Regions from separate parts of the Mus musculus genome. Here region 2 is linked to region 1. A link is a contact called in public promoter capture Hi-C data. All regions are on one chromosome and are shown on one strand. Each heading gives the region's core, a stretch centred on a gene start, on an enhancer-like site or on the middle of the called end of the contact. The rest is flanking DNA. Distances are from core to core; before and after follow the strand shown.

The links. Promoter capture Hi-C pulls out the DNA fragments that hold promoters and counts their contacts.
Region 2: a contact with region 1 is called in a promoter capture Hi-C map of stem cell-derived epiblast-like cells, with 2.3 times the contacts expected there. The contact joins the promoter of Ank1 here to the promoter of A930013F10Rik in region 1. A contact is called at or near these places in 4 of 39 promoter capture datasets (cranial neural crest, embryonic stem cells and stem cell-derived epiblast-like cells) and 2 of 9 other capture datasets (embryonic stem cells and liver).

What each region holds. Positions count from the first base shown.
Region 1 is chr8:22,632,455-22,639,099 of GRCm38.p6, reverse strand. A930013F10Rik (RIKEN cDNA A930013F10 gene) reads left to right here and starts at 2,291. Exons shown (of 1, transcript NR_027886.1): 1 at 2,291-4,729. Polb (polymerase (DNA directed), beta) reads left to right here. Exons shown (of 14, transcript NM_011130.2): 11 at 1,946-2,032.
Region 2 is chr8:22,971,995-22,978,639 of GRCm38.p6, reverse strand. Ank1 (ankyrin 1, erythroid) reads right to left here and starts at 3,804. Exons shown (of 44, transcript NM_001110783.3): 1 at 3,379-3,804. The coding sequence starts at 3,504.

The DNA.
Region 1 (6,645 bases), core at 1,042-3,541:
AAGAAACCCATAGTAGTTTTCTTATCTCTCTCCTGTCCCCGGGGCTTTACCATACTTGGTTTCTTACTGTAACTGCCTGGTTTTGTAGCACAACACTTACATCTGTCTGATGTCACATGAGCCAGGACACAGACACCTGGCAGAATTCTTCGCACAGCAGTGGATACACTGGTGTCCCCTGAATGTCATCCTGCTGACCCCCTAAGCTGACTGTGTCCTGTGAGAGGCAAAGTGAGTTACAGAGCAGGATTCAGTTTTTTTAGCATATCCTAACATCTAAAGAGATGAGATTAAAGAAGATATTTTCAGAATTATTTGTTATCAATATCAATACTTAGCATAAAATACATATTTTCATTGAGAGAATTTTTATCTGTTACAGAAGGGCCAGAGATATGGCTCAGCAAGTGAAGCTGCTTGTCATTCGGGTTCAGTCCCTGCACCCACATGGTGGGGGAGAGAGCTAACACTCTAAAGTTGTTTCTCTGCCTCTGCATGTGTACGCGTGTGTACACTTACACACTAAATAAATAAATGCAAATAACTACTGTAAAACTTATTTAAAAAAAACATATAAAGGCAGATCTTTAAATTTTAGAATATTTTTGCTTTTTAAAAAGAGCTAACCGGGCAGTGGTGGTGCACGCCTTTAAGCCCAGCACTTGGGAGGCAGAGGCAGGCGGATTTCTGAGTTCAAGGTCAGCCTGGTCTACAAAGTGAGTTCTAGGACAGCCAGGGGTATACAGAGAAACCCTGTCTCGAAAAACAAAACAAAACAAAAAAACAGCTAATTCTTTGCTTTGTTGAGGCCAAATGAAGTTTATTATCATTGAAAGCATAAGTAGGTTTTTTTTTTTTAATGAATACAACATTCTGCCTACATGTATGCTTGCATGTCAGAAAAGAGTACAGGGTCTCAATGTAGATGCTTATGAGCCACCTGTGGTTGCTGGGAATTGAACTCAGGACCTCTGGAAGAGCAGCCATCTCTCCAGCCCCATATAAGTAGTTTCTAAGAAAAAGAAATTGTTTCATTTGATGGTCAGACATGGTGGGTCCTTGAATCTCATCACTTGCACTCGGAAGGTTTAGCATGAGTTCAGTGTTAGCCCACTCTACAAAGTAAATCCCAGGCCTGACGGGGTAAGAAGGAGAGAGAGGGAGAGGGGGGAGGGGGAGAGAGAGAGGGAGAGGGAGAACACGAATAGGAAGGTGGGCAGTAGAGGCAGGACAGTCAGTGCAAGATTGCAGGGCAGTTTCCCTGGAGAATGCCGAGTAGAGCTGAGAGACCCCAACATGAGAGCAACCAGCTCTGAAGCCCTGTTCCCTGGTTATAAGCCCCAACATGCACAGGTTGGTATGCACACACATATATTAAATGAGTAAGTAATTTTGGAGACTTATGTCTTTAATGATGCACTTGTGTCTGTGTAGGAGTGTGTGTGTGAGCACAGGTGCCCTCAGAGACCAGAGGTCTCTGTTGGTTCCCTAGAAATATAGCTACAGGCAGTTGTGAGCCACCTAATGTGAATGCTAGAAATTGAACTGGGGTCATCTGGAGGAACGGTAAGTGTTCTTAACCACTGAGCCATCTTTCCAATCCCAAGTAACTTCTCTTTTTAAAGGAAACAGCATGGGACTCAGGACATAACTCAGGTAGAATGTTTGAATGTGTAGCATTCACAAGGCCCTGGGTTAGGTCCCTAAGACAGGGCATGATGGTGCGGCAGCAGGTTATCCTGGTCTACATATTCCTAACACAGCCTGGATAGACCTTCTCAAGGAAAGGAAGGAAAAAAAGAAACAAGTGTAGCAGACATAGCTTAGTGGCAGAGACTAAGGCCCTGGGTTCACTTTCCAACACCAAAAAAAAAAAAAAAAAAAAAAAGTTTTTTTTCTTGTTGTAACAGTATTCTTTTTCTATTTCCTAATCATGATTATACAGCCAAAGTTGTTACATCGTGTTGTGGAACAGTTACAAAAAGTCCATTTCATTACAGATACTCTGTCAAAGGGTGAAACAAAGTTCATGGTAAGTGTTCATTGCCTCACTCCTTCATGCTGTGTAGCTTTCTGTCGCCATCAGCTAGCAGGGCAGAGCATGGTGGCACAGGCAGAGCACCAGGACAGCCAGAGCTGCTGAGAGCGAGCCCCTGCCTCAGACAACAGTACAAAAGGATTAGCAGAGCTCCAAGAGGCGGGAAAGTGATTATCACCGTGTCTCCACTCGCAGAGCTACCCTCAGAATAGTTTACTAAAAGATTTTCTTGTAAACACTTTGTTAATAATTTGAATCACCAAAATAATTAGGCAGAATTTGCTCTTTAAAACTATTAATAATAACAGGCTCGAAGTAAATTCTTTCCTAAAATATCAAGTGGTTTCATATTCTCTGACTCAGAAGACTTTTAATGAGTGAGGTTCGAAATGCCTAATGAGTTCCAGGTGGGAAAACCCATCTCAAAAAAAAAAAAAAAAAGAAAAAAAGAAAGGAAGGAAAAGAAAAATAAGAAAAGCATCGCCAAGCCTGATTAGTAATCTGTTACATCGGTTACAGAAGGGAGAAAGGGGATTTAGTTAGGTTCATGACAGGACACACTGGGGAAAACCTTGTGCTGGGAGCCTACAAAAGGGCACTTGCAGAGACTTTATAAAATCCACTCTGCTCAACTGTCAGAGTTCTGTGGCCTTTGGCCTGAGATGTTAACCCAGCACTCAGGTTGAAGCAGGAAGGTTGCCATGAGTTCAAGCCCTGCCCGGACTACGTAGTGAATTTCAGGTCACACCAGGCCACAGAGTCAGACCGTATCTCAAAAAAAAAAAAAAGGTGGCAAATATATTAAAAACAGATAAGTCTCTCTGCATAAGAGAGCAGGAAAGCTAATGACAATCAAAATCTCACGTTTTTCCTTGGCTTGCCTTTCTTCTGGTGACTTCATTTGGGTTTGTTTTTCTCCATGTGCACTTTCCCGTGTCACATGACTGAGAGGAACGCCTGTTAGCTGAGGTGCAAGGCAATGACTGAGAAAGACAAAGTGCATCATGGTAAAGTAGATCAATGGTGATTTCCTGAGCCCCGGACTCGGGGAGGGTCATTTATACATGCCTGGGCCACTGAGCAGTGTCTAAACCACTAAAGAAAAGAGAGTCCCCTTTCACCACCATTAATATCATGTAGATCCTAAGGAGGAATTACATGATCCCTCTTCAGCTTCTCTTCACTAGCAACCTGTAAATCCTCAGGGAGAGGTGGGGTCTTGTAAGCCCATCCTCCCTTGAGGACAGAATAGTGATGGCCCGCTCTCGTATCCAGATCTTCATGGCTGCTGAGAATTCTAGAGCGCAGTAGCCATGTCCTGCCTGGAAAACAGCATGGCACAACATCCCACCCCTTCCTCTGCCCCTTCTGCCTCCTTTCTCTGCTCCCTGAACCTTAAAGGCTGTGATATAGATACACCATTTAGGGCTAAGCACACTCGCCTCTGAAGTTGTGAGCCCTGCAGTAATGGACACCTGCTGCACAAAGCTTTTCTGCCCTAGGCCGACAGTAGCCCTGACTCTCCAGCTTAGACATAAACACGGTTTGAGACACATCATGTTCACTTAGAGTACCACACAGCTGGCCCACCAGGCACATGTCCCATGGTTCTCAGGTCAGTATTATCAGTCACAATCGCAGCTCAGTGCGACAGCTCTCCCCCAGCAGCCTGCACAGCACCCGCCAATTCCTTATAAGGGGCCACAGACTCGTTTATGCTTCTTTTACAGGCCAGATCTCATCAAGGTGACTATTGAGGTTATCACTACAGTGGCTCATGCCTGTAATCCCAGCAGTAGAGAAACTGACACAGGAGAATTGCCAGTTTGGGGTCATCCTAGGCTACATATTAAGTTCCAGGCCAGGCTGTGCTGGTTGGGTTTTTTAAGATGACATTAGCCTGGACATATGTCAGAAGAGAGGTGTTTTTTTAAAAACTGGCTGTTCTGGAGCTTGCTATGTAGACAAGGCTACCCTGGAACTCACTGAGAAGAGGGAATCTTAATTGAGAAAATGCTTTCATAAGATTGATCCATAGGCAAGATCATGAGTGTTTTCTTGATTACTGATTATGTGGGAGGCCCAGCTCACTGTGGGTGGTGCCACCCCTGGACTGGGTTATGTAAGAAAGCAAGGTGAACACACCATAAAAAGCAAGACAGCAAACACTGGTTCTCTGTGGGCTCTGCTTCAGCCATGCCTTGACCTCCTCCAGTCAGAGGATAATGCTCTGGGAGCTCTAAGATGAAATAGCCTTTGCTTCCTAAGTTGCTTTTGGTGTTGTGTTTCATTACAGCAGTAGAAATCCTAACACAAGCCAATCTGGGCCACACTATGAGACCTTGCCAAAACAAAAACTAAACCAAGGTAGTCTTAAGATAGGAGTAATCAGATCCAATGCAAGCTAGCATGAGTCTAGGTTATTTCTTTTATTCTTTTATGTGTGTGTTTTGCCTACATGTATGAATGTGTACCACGTGCATACGTGGTGCTTATGGAGGTCAGAAGAGGGTGTCCATTCCCCTGGAACTGGAGCTGCAGATGGTTGTAAACACTATGTGGTGCTGGTGACAGAAGCCGGTGCTCCTGGACGAGCAGCAAGTGTTATCAGCCGCCACGCTGTCTCCCCGTGGCCTTTAGGTTACTTAGCTCTTCTTTATGTAAACGTAGTACTCAAAAAAAAAAAAAAAACAAAACACCTTTTCCTCGGCATCTCATGGATGTCTGTTAGCTTTATATATCATTGGTCCATTCAAGTGGCCACACAAGGTATCTTGAGTGTTCTGAGGAAGTGAAAGAGTTCACTTTAGAAACTCAACATGAAACAAAAATCCATGTCATCTAAGAATGCTACAGGAACTCAGAGGACTTTTTAACATTCGCACATCACGAAGGAAAGTTAGCCTGAGCAAGAGAACAGGGTAGCTGAAACCCAGTCTCTGATGACAAACAGCAGGCCTGTGAGTCCAGGCACCCAGGGCTGCAGCTGAGCACCTCCTGATACTTCCAGCTGGGAACCACCACGACTGGACCACCTGGAGCTAAATTTGAGGCAGAACTTGTTGATGCCAGGAAGATATGTTTCATATGAAAATGAGTGTTTCATTAAGTTGGAGGAACAGCTAAAGAAAACTCCCAATTTAGCTCAGACTTTTCTGTTTTGCCCAGACTGAGTGGCTTTTAGTGACACATTAGCTTAGAATATGACAGTAGGCAGTTACAGTTGGAAACACTGAGGTTTGAGGCTGGAGAGGTGGCTCAGCACTTAAACATGTGTGCTGCTCATCCAGAAGACCCGGGTTCAACCCCTACCCCCATACAGCAGGCGGCTCACTACTACCTGTACCTCCAGCATCGGCCACACCTCTGGCCTCGGTGGGCATTCTCTTGTGCACATGTACACACACACAATTTTACAATTTTTGAAGCACTATGGTGAATTTTGTAGCGTTTTCAGGTGGAGGGTGAGTAATTGTCCAGTTCAGAAATGTTGCCTATTTTTGGAAAGGGAAAAACTGATAAACCTTAACTCACAAGGCTACAGAAGCAATGGCTAGAAAGAGAGGTCAGCGACTAAGAGTGCGGAAGGAGGGTGTCCGCAGCTGCCTGTAACATAAGGGATGTTGTCTCAGGCCTCACAGCTACCTGTAACACTCAGGGATGGGTTGTCTCAGGCCTCTAGTCTCTGTGGACACCTAAAGTCAATGCGTACACCCATACACACACTGCAGAGATGCTAAGAAAGCAGAACTACTTCACATCTTACTTGATGTAATAGGGTTTTTAATAAACAAATCCCCATTTTCCTGGGTTCTGTTCTGTCCTGCTGCCTCTCATTATCTATGTCAAGTCACTAGCCCTAAATCATCACCTGTGAATAATCCCCAGGCCTGAGACCTTACACATACACACACACACACACACACTACACATACACACACACACACACTCACATACATACACACACACTCACACACATACACTACACATACGCTCACATACACACACACACTACACATACACACTCACATACATACACACACACTACACACATACACTACACATACACATACTACACACACATACACTCACACACACACTACACATACACTCACATACACTACACATACACACACTACACATACATACACACACACTCACACACTACACATACACATGCTACACACACATACACTCACATACACACACTACACATACACACACACATACACTACACATACACATGCTACACACACATACACTCACACACATACACACACACACACTACACATACACACACACACACTTAAAGTAAATCTTAATAAACACTAGAATAGACTCGGTAAAGACTCGGGCACATAGACAATGACCCAATCATCTCCTCTTTTAGTTTTCTTGTTTGCTTTGTTTTCTCTATTTCTAAGCTTTCTTCAAACTCTACAATTTTTATATCATACTAAACCTTTCTTGAATATTCCTCATCTGTGATATTCTGCTTGCATGATGAATCAAATTATCTTGTTATCTGTGAACATTACTGGCAGCTTTCTCAGTTTGTTTGCTCTGTGCATAATTATGATTTTACTCAGGTTGTTTCTTCCTGTTT
Region 2 (6,645 bases), core at 2,555-5,054, 340 kb before region 1:
CTACGAACATCTACTGCATGCCCCTTGTGTGTGAAGTACCAAGCTAAGTGCTGAGTGCCCAGTCAGACACAGAGCTTTCCCTGCGTCTAGGATGTAGGCAGAATGAAGGCCAAGGAGAGAGCCCAGGTAGCGCTACCCAGGGAGCTCACAGGTATTGATGTAGCCGGCTTGGGACCCACCCCCTCCCCAACAATAGTCCTATCTCCCACCCACCACCCACTGTTGCTACCTTGAGTTCTCAGTCCTCTGTCTCATTTTCTCTCCAACCTCCATGTCCCAGCTCCCCCCTCCACCCCAGCTTCAAGCTCTAGATAAGCATAAAAGGCACACAAATCCTCATTTCCCCAGCCCTAGGAAACTGTCCTTTTTAATGCAAATGCCTGCTTTACACGGGGCCTTACCACTTATCCTTCCCACTGTACATAACAGTAAATGTCATAAATGCTGCGCCTTCCTTTAAAAAAAAAAAACAATAAGATATAATTAGCTACAGCTAGGAGCAGCAAGGGCTTGGTGAGGATGTTGCTACTTAACCAGAAAACTGAATGAAGCACGTTCAGAGCTCCGGAGCTCAGCTCCAGTCTCTGTACTGAGGTTCCTGTGTCAGTCAGTCAGTCAGTCAGTCAGTCAGTCAGTACGTCACAGCCTCAGCATCCATCCCCTGGTGCACAGCAGCACCCTGAACAAGCACCTTCCCACACAGTATCCCAACTGCAAAAGCTGCAACCACCGTTCAGGTTACCGCGGTTATTCCTACGAATGGGGGGTTGGGGGGAGGGATGCGGTTCTGCTCAGCCAGCCCCAGTTAAGCAGTTACCCGAGACTGACACCTTTCTTCCCTTCTAGTAAATTCAAGAGCGTCCTTGGCTCAGGGACCCATTGCCATAAATTGCCGTGTCTCTGTAGTAATGTATCCATTTGTATTGTAGGAAGTTCTTTTTCCATGCTCATGGAAGACAAGGGAGATGACTCTCAGGGTCATCTGTGAGACCGGCTACAGCATTCCCCCACTGCTTGATTTTAATGTTATATCTCGAGACGTTCCTTCTCTAGTAAACACCTCACCTTATATGAACCTTCAGTCAGTGCTCAGCCCACTGCTTAACCTAGACGGAGCAGAACTTTCTCTCAATTTTCCTTTGGGCTAGGGGTATATAGCTCAATGGTAAAGCACCTGCTTAGCATGCACAGACCCAGAATACCAGTGCCCTTCACTAAGTGGAAACAAACAAAGAAATGCTCCTTTCTGTATTGCCTTTTGCCCCTCTCCTTTTCTTCTAGGGTCTTTCCACTTTCTTGCAATTTTATATTTTGCTGTAGGTGTTAGCTATATTACCTTATGTGACCATCCAGAACACCTCACAATGACCATGAAATATAAACAAAGCATCCCTCCAAATACCCCCATAATGTGTCCCTGGATAAACAATATATCCTGGGAGTTCACATCATCACTATCCATTTGGATTAAAACTTCCTGGTTGTTGTACCAATCATAACCTCTCAAGACACTGCAGAAAACCAAGATAATCTGTATGGAAGATTTCCGAACACCTACTGACGCAGTGTGCTGTGACCAGCTAGTAAGTCAAAACGACGCAACCCAGGGACAGGGGAACGTCTGATCACCCAGAACCCAAACGTGGGGCAAAGTTCACCAAGAATGCAAAGACAAAGACTTAAGACATAGAATCAATCTCCAAATGGCTTTGTTTCATAGACACACATCGCATGAGGTCAGTTAAGAAGAAATGAAATTGAAGAGAGTTTTGCTTTTACTGTTAGTCAGACTGTCATCTCTGGGGTCGGGAATACGAAGAGGAAGCTCCAGGCAAGAAATGAGAGGAGAACGAGGAACTGAGTCTTCCTCCAAGATCAAGAACAGGGATGGAAATACAGAGAGGCCCAACACCATTGCCAAGAGAGTGGAGGAGCACTAAGCTCTCTTAGGAGACTTCTCTGCCTAGCCTGCTGGATCGGCATCTGAGACCCTAACGTGGTACTCTCCCTGTAAGTGGCACCAGCCCAAACTGATTCACTGTTGGTTTGGGAAAGACCTCTTGCTTAAAGAGTGTGTTATGCTGAAATTCCTATTTACACACGAGGTGCCAATATTGGGGCGGGGGGGGGGGAGAGAAGGGGCAGAGAGGGAGGGTAGAGGAACACTATAGTATCTGTCAGGCGTATAGGAACACCTAACATGGTGATTCCTTAGATTAAGAGTCAGAGAACACCTCAGCCTGCCCAGTGTCATCTCCAGGAAAAGAGCCCTATCAGCCCTGCCACCTACTTCGAAGTAGACTGTCCCCTACACGGCTGTCAACCACAGCTTCTATATTTCCTTCTCAGAGCGAGTCAGTTTCAGGGAGGGAGTCTTTCATAAGCAAGGGCAGCGTCTCTGTGAAGACGCCCCATGAACCCAAATTCTCTGGCCAGGGGACGTTCCTGCAGGCTCACATCAACTTCTCCAGGTTAAGATGGCTCTTGCAAGCTAGGGTCCAGCTCTACCTTGGACTCCCAGAATTCCACTCACGCTTTCCTAGCCTGTGCATCCCTGAAGCTCTAGCCGGCGGTAGAGTGCCCTGCTTAGTCGCTGTGGACATCCAGGTGCTTGTAATTAGACCGTGGGTCTAAACTACTGTGGTTCTTACCCCGCCATGATCTGAAAGAAGGACTGCAAATAGCAACAGTTGCTTTCAGGGGTCTGGATCCCTGGGCTGTCTCAGCACAGACCCTTGTCCCATGAAAGACTGCCCTCATGATGTCCCATGGCAGAGCTCTTCTCCGACCAGGCCTTGGGTCAGGCTGGAAAAGCCCCAGCGAGGCTTCTAAGGGAATTCCTCTTCCCTGCCACCAGTGACTCCTCTGGAATGACCTTAACATAAAATGCTGCCAAATGCCTGAGGGGTGAGTTGCTTCTTCCAGGTCCACCCGCGGACCCACAGGGTCAGGAAGGGATCGGGAAGGGCAGTCGCCCCAGTTCGTCCTGAGAGATCTGGGAGGAAGATGCTCTCTCCGGCGGCGCAGGAGAACTCACTAGTCACCTGAGCAGGAGCGGACAGTACCACCTCTGGAGCGCCTGCCCTGTTCACCCAAAGCAGCTCCCCGAGAAAGCCAGGCGAGCAGCCCTGCGCCCCGCGGTGCAGCCCCTTACCCGCTTTGCCACCCCAGAGGCGGCAAAAGTTCCTCCGGAGCGCGGGCCTCTGTTCAAGGTGCTGAAATGAGTCTGGGGCAGCTTGCCGGAACCCCGGGGCCGCTCTCTGCTCGCCCTACCCGCCTCCCCCCTTCCCGCTCCCGCGGGGTCAGCCGGAGCGCGGCCGATCGCCTTCCCGCAGCTACTCCGGGCGCCTCGGTGCGGGGCCGCCGCCGCCCCCTTACCTTCTTCTTGCGGTCACGGGAGCGGTTCCGCCGCTTCCTGTTGGATTCCTCCTTCTCCTTCTGCTCCTGGAGGGCCTGCGCCTCGATGTCTTTGATTTTCTTCAGCTGTTTGGCCGCCTGAGCCATGGCGGGTCGCGGCGCTCGGTCCCCGCCTCCCGGGCCCGCGCCCTCTGCGAGCCGGCGGCGACGACACCCTCCCGGGGAGAGCCGGCTCCTTCAGCTGCGCAGGGCGCGAGCTTCTCCCCGGCGGAGGCGAAGGCTGCGGCGCCCGGGGGCCGGGGCGCGGGGCGGAGGGCGAGGAGAGGCCGGCGCGCGGCTAGCCGAGCCCCGGGGTGGCGCCTCCCGCCGCGGCCGGAGCTCGCTCGCCCGCGCCCCGCACCGGCTCTGGGCTCGCCGCGCGCCCTCGCCGCGCCCGCCCGCCCGCCCGGGCCCCCCCTCTCCTGCGGCGGCGGCGGCGCGGGGGGCGGGAGGGAGGAGGCTCGTACTGCGGCGCGGGCCGCGGAGGGCGGACTCGCGGGCTCGCGGGAGGAGCGGGGGCAGCTCGGTGCGGCCGCCCCACCAGGCTGGGCGCGGGGCGCTGCGAGCCGGCGCTGGGTCCCCGCTGCAGCGGGGTCCCGGGGTGGGGATCGCGGGGCGCCTTGGGGGCGACGGGAACAAAGCGGGGCCGTTCCGCCCGGGCCCGGCGACCCTGCGGACCGGCGTGCCTGACGGCGGCGGAGAAAATGCCAGCATCGCCTGGCCGAGCTGCGGAGCGTGGGACCGGGGCACCGCTGCGGCACGGACTCCGCTAGCGCCGAGCCTGGCCCGGGCCGCCCTCCGGGAAGGGCCGGGGCTCCTGGAGGAGAGCTTGATCTGCCCCGGTCAAACCAAGTGGGCCTTTCCTTTGCATCTTTACCAAATATACTTAGAATACGAGTCCAGCGTCAAGTCCATTCTTTTTCTTTTCGCTCCTTTTGGACGGGAGTGGAACTGGGTCTCCCCATCAGGGACCGCCCACCCTGCAATACCAGGTCTCTCTCCACCCTCCCTCCGTAGGTACTGTGGTCTGGACCGGTGTTGGGCTGCTGTAAAGAACCTTACCAGCTGGGGGTCACGCAGCTACCAACGTAGACTGTGGGAACGGGGAACCGGCTTAAGCTCATTTCACCACTCAGTCATGTGACAGGCGGGGAAACTGAGGCCCTGACCTATGAACATTGCCCTTTCAGTCTGGTTGGTGCAGCTCCCAACCTCCTCCTTCCCTATCCCACAGGATGCTAAGGACAGTCTTGAACACTGGTGTTTGAGTCTTGGAGAAGTTATTATGAAACAGCCTGCTCCCTCCTGTCCTCTCGCCCGCCCCCCCCCCCTCCCGAGCCTGTGCAGGTTTGAAGCAGCTCTGGTGAGGAGCAGAAGGAGTAGTACTAGGTACTGTTCCCACCCCTCTTTCTCACAAACACATCTCGCTCAGTGATTTCCACTTCTGTCTTCCCCACTAGGCCCCTGACAGAAGGTAAGGTGCTGGGTAACCACAGGGGTCTGACAGATCTAACTGCTGTCATTTCCCAGGGGTGAGTCCTGGGGCTTCTCACTGCAGGCAGAACCACAAATACCAGTCACACATGCAACTTCAATTGTCATGTAGCCACTTTTTTTTTCCATGTAAAGAAACTAGAAGATTGATTTTAAATGTATTTTTAAGCCTGTATATCTCCCAAGCCATCGTTTCAACATGAAGTTGATATATTATTGATGCGATTTTACATTATTATGCTGAGTCTTCAGAATCTGGTCTATTCTTGTCTGGATTCAGATGAGGCGTATTCCATCACCACCACAGGCCCCTCTCTCGATAACACACCTTGGCTGTAACCAGCCTGCTCAGAAGGACACCCTCTGGAGCCCCAACCTCATGTCTTTGGCATCCCACCGCTAAGTCCCTTGACTGTAGTCATGAATAATATTTACAAACTGGTGTAATTATTGTTACTTCCCAGAGAAACGTCCTTTTTGTTCCAAGATGGAGATCAAAATATGCTCTACTATCTACAAGGACCTGAATGGTCAGCCCTACCCTAACCTCCAATTTTTTACTCCAGGCCTTTTTGGTACCCATGTGTCATCTAAATTCCCTGGGGCCATCTGCATCAGGATCTACATCCCTGCTTCCTCTGTTCAGCCTGCTCTGTCCATACTCGACCTTCACACACACACACACACACACACACACACCTACACACACACACACACCCCTACACACACACACACACACACACACACCCCTACACACACAAACACACACACACACACCCCTACACACACAAACACACACACACACACAAACACAAACACACACACACACCTACACACACAAACACACACACACCCCTACACACACACACACACACCCCTACACACACACACACAAACACACACACACACAAACACACATACACACACCCCTACACACACAAACACACACACACACACACACCCCTACACACACAAACACACACACACACACACACACACACACACACTCCCAGGTCAGCTCTCCTCCACTAGATCTTTAAGCTCAGTGAAGAGAGGCGACGTGCTTTATTCGGAATTGCATCTTCAGCACCTTGGCCAATACCGTACATTCCCAGGAGCTCAGTGAAATGGAGTTAAAACCAAGTCAGCTTTGTTCTGGTTTAAGGAACAAGAACTAAAATGGTAGCGCTTACACGGCAGTGAACATTTCCACTCTTTTACTGGTGGGTACGAGTGAGGAACAGGGAGGGTGAGTAGCTTTCCTGAGATCACACAGCTAATGGAGAGATTCATGGAAAACAATAATCTGGTGGCAGAGCCCCCCCCCCCCACTACCCCACTTCTGAAAACCATGAAACCGTTTCTCTTCCTAGTCTGTAAACAAGAATAGTGATGATACCTCCTTTGAGAGACATGGAAGAGGTCACGGTGCAATGCTCCAGTAAAACACGGAGTGGACTAAACCAGTGTTTGGCAAAACCTGAGACTCATCTAAACTGCTGTAAAAGTATCTCCAATATAAAGATGCCTCCCGTGTATCAAAACCTGCACAGGAGCCCCTTGGGGGCAAAATACAATAAAACAAAATGTCTCTGAGACTCAAAGTAAAGCATTAGTAAGAAGCTGAGCTCCTGCCTCAACTGTCCCTGGAGTCACTACTAAGGTGGTGGCTCTGGACACACACAGTTCCCATGGGACCAGGTGTAAGTGCTGTTCGTGTTCTGGGTTCTCTTGGCAGGTGCTTCTCCTAGGACT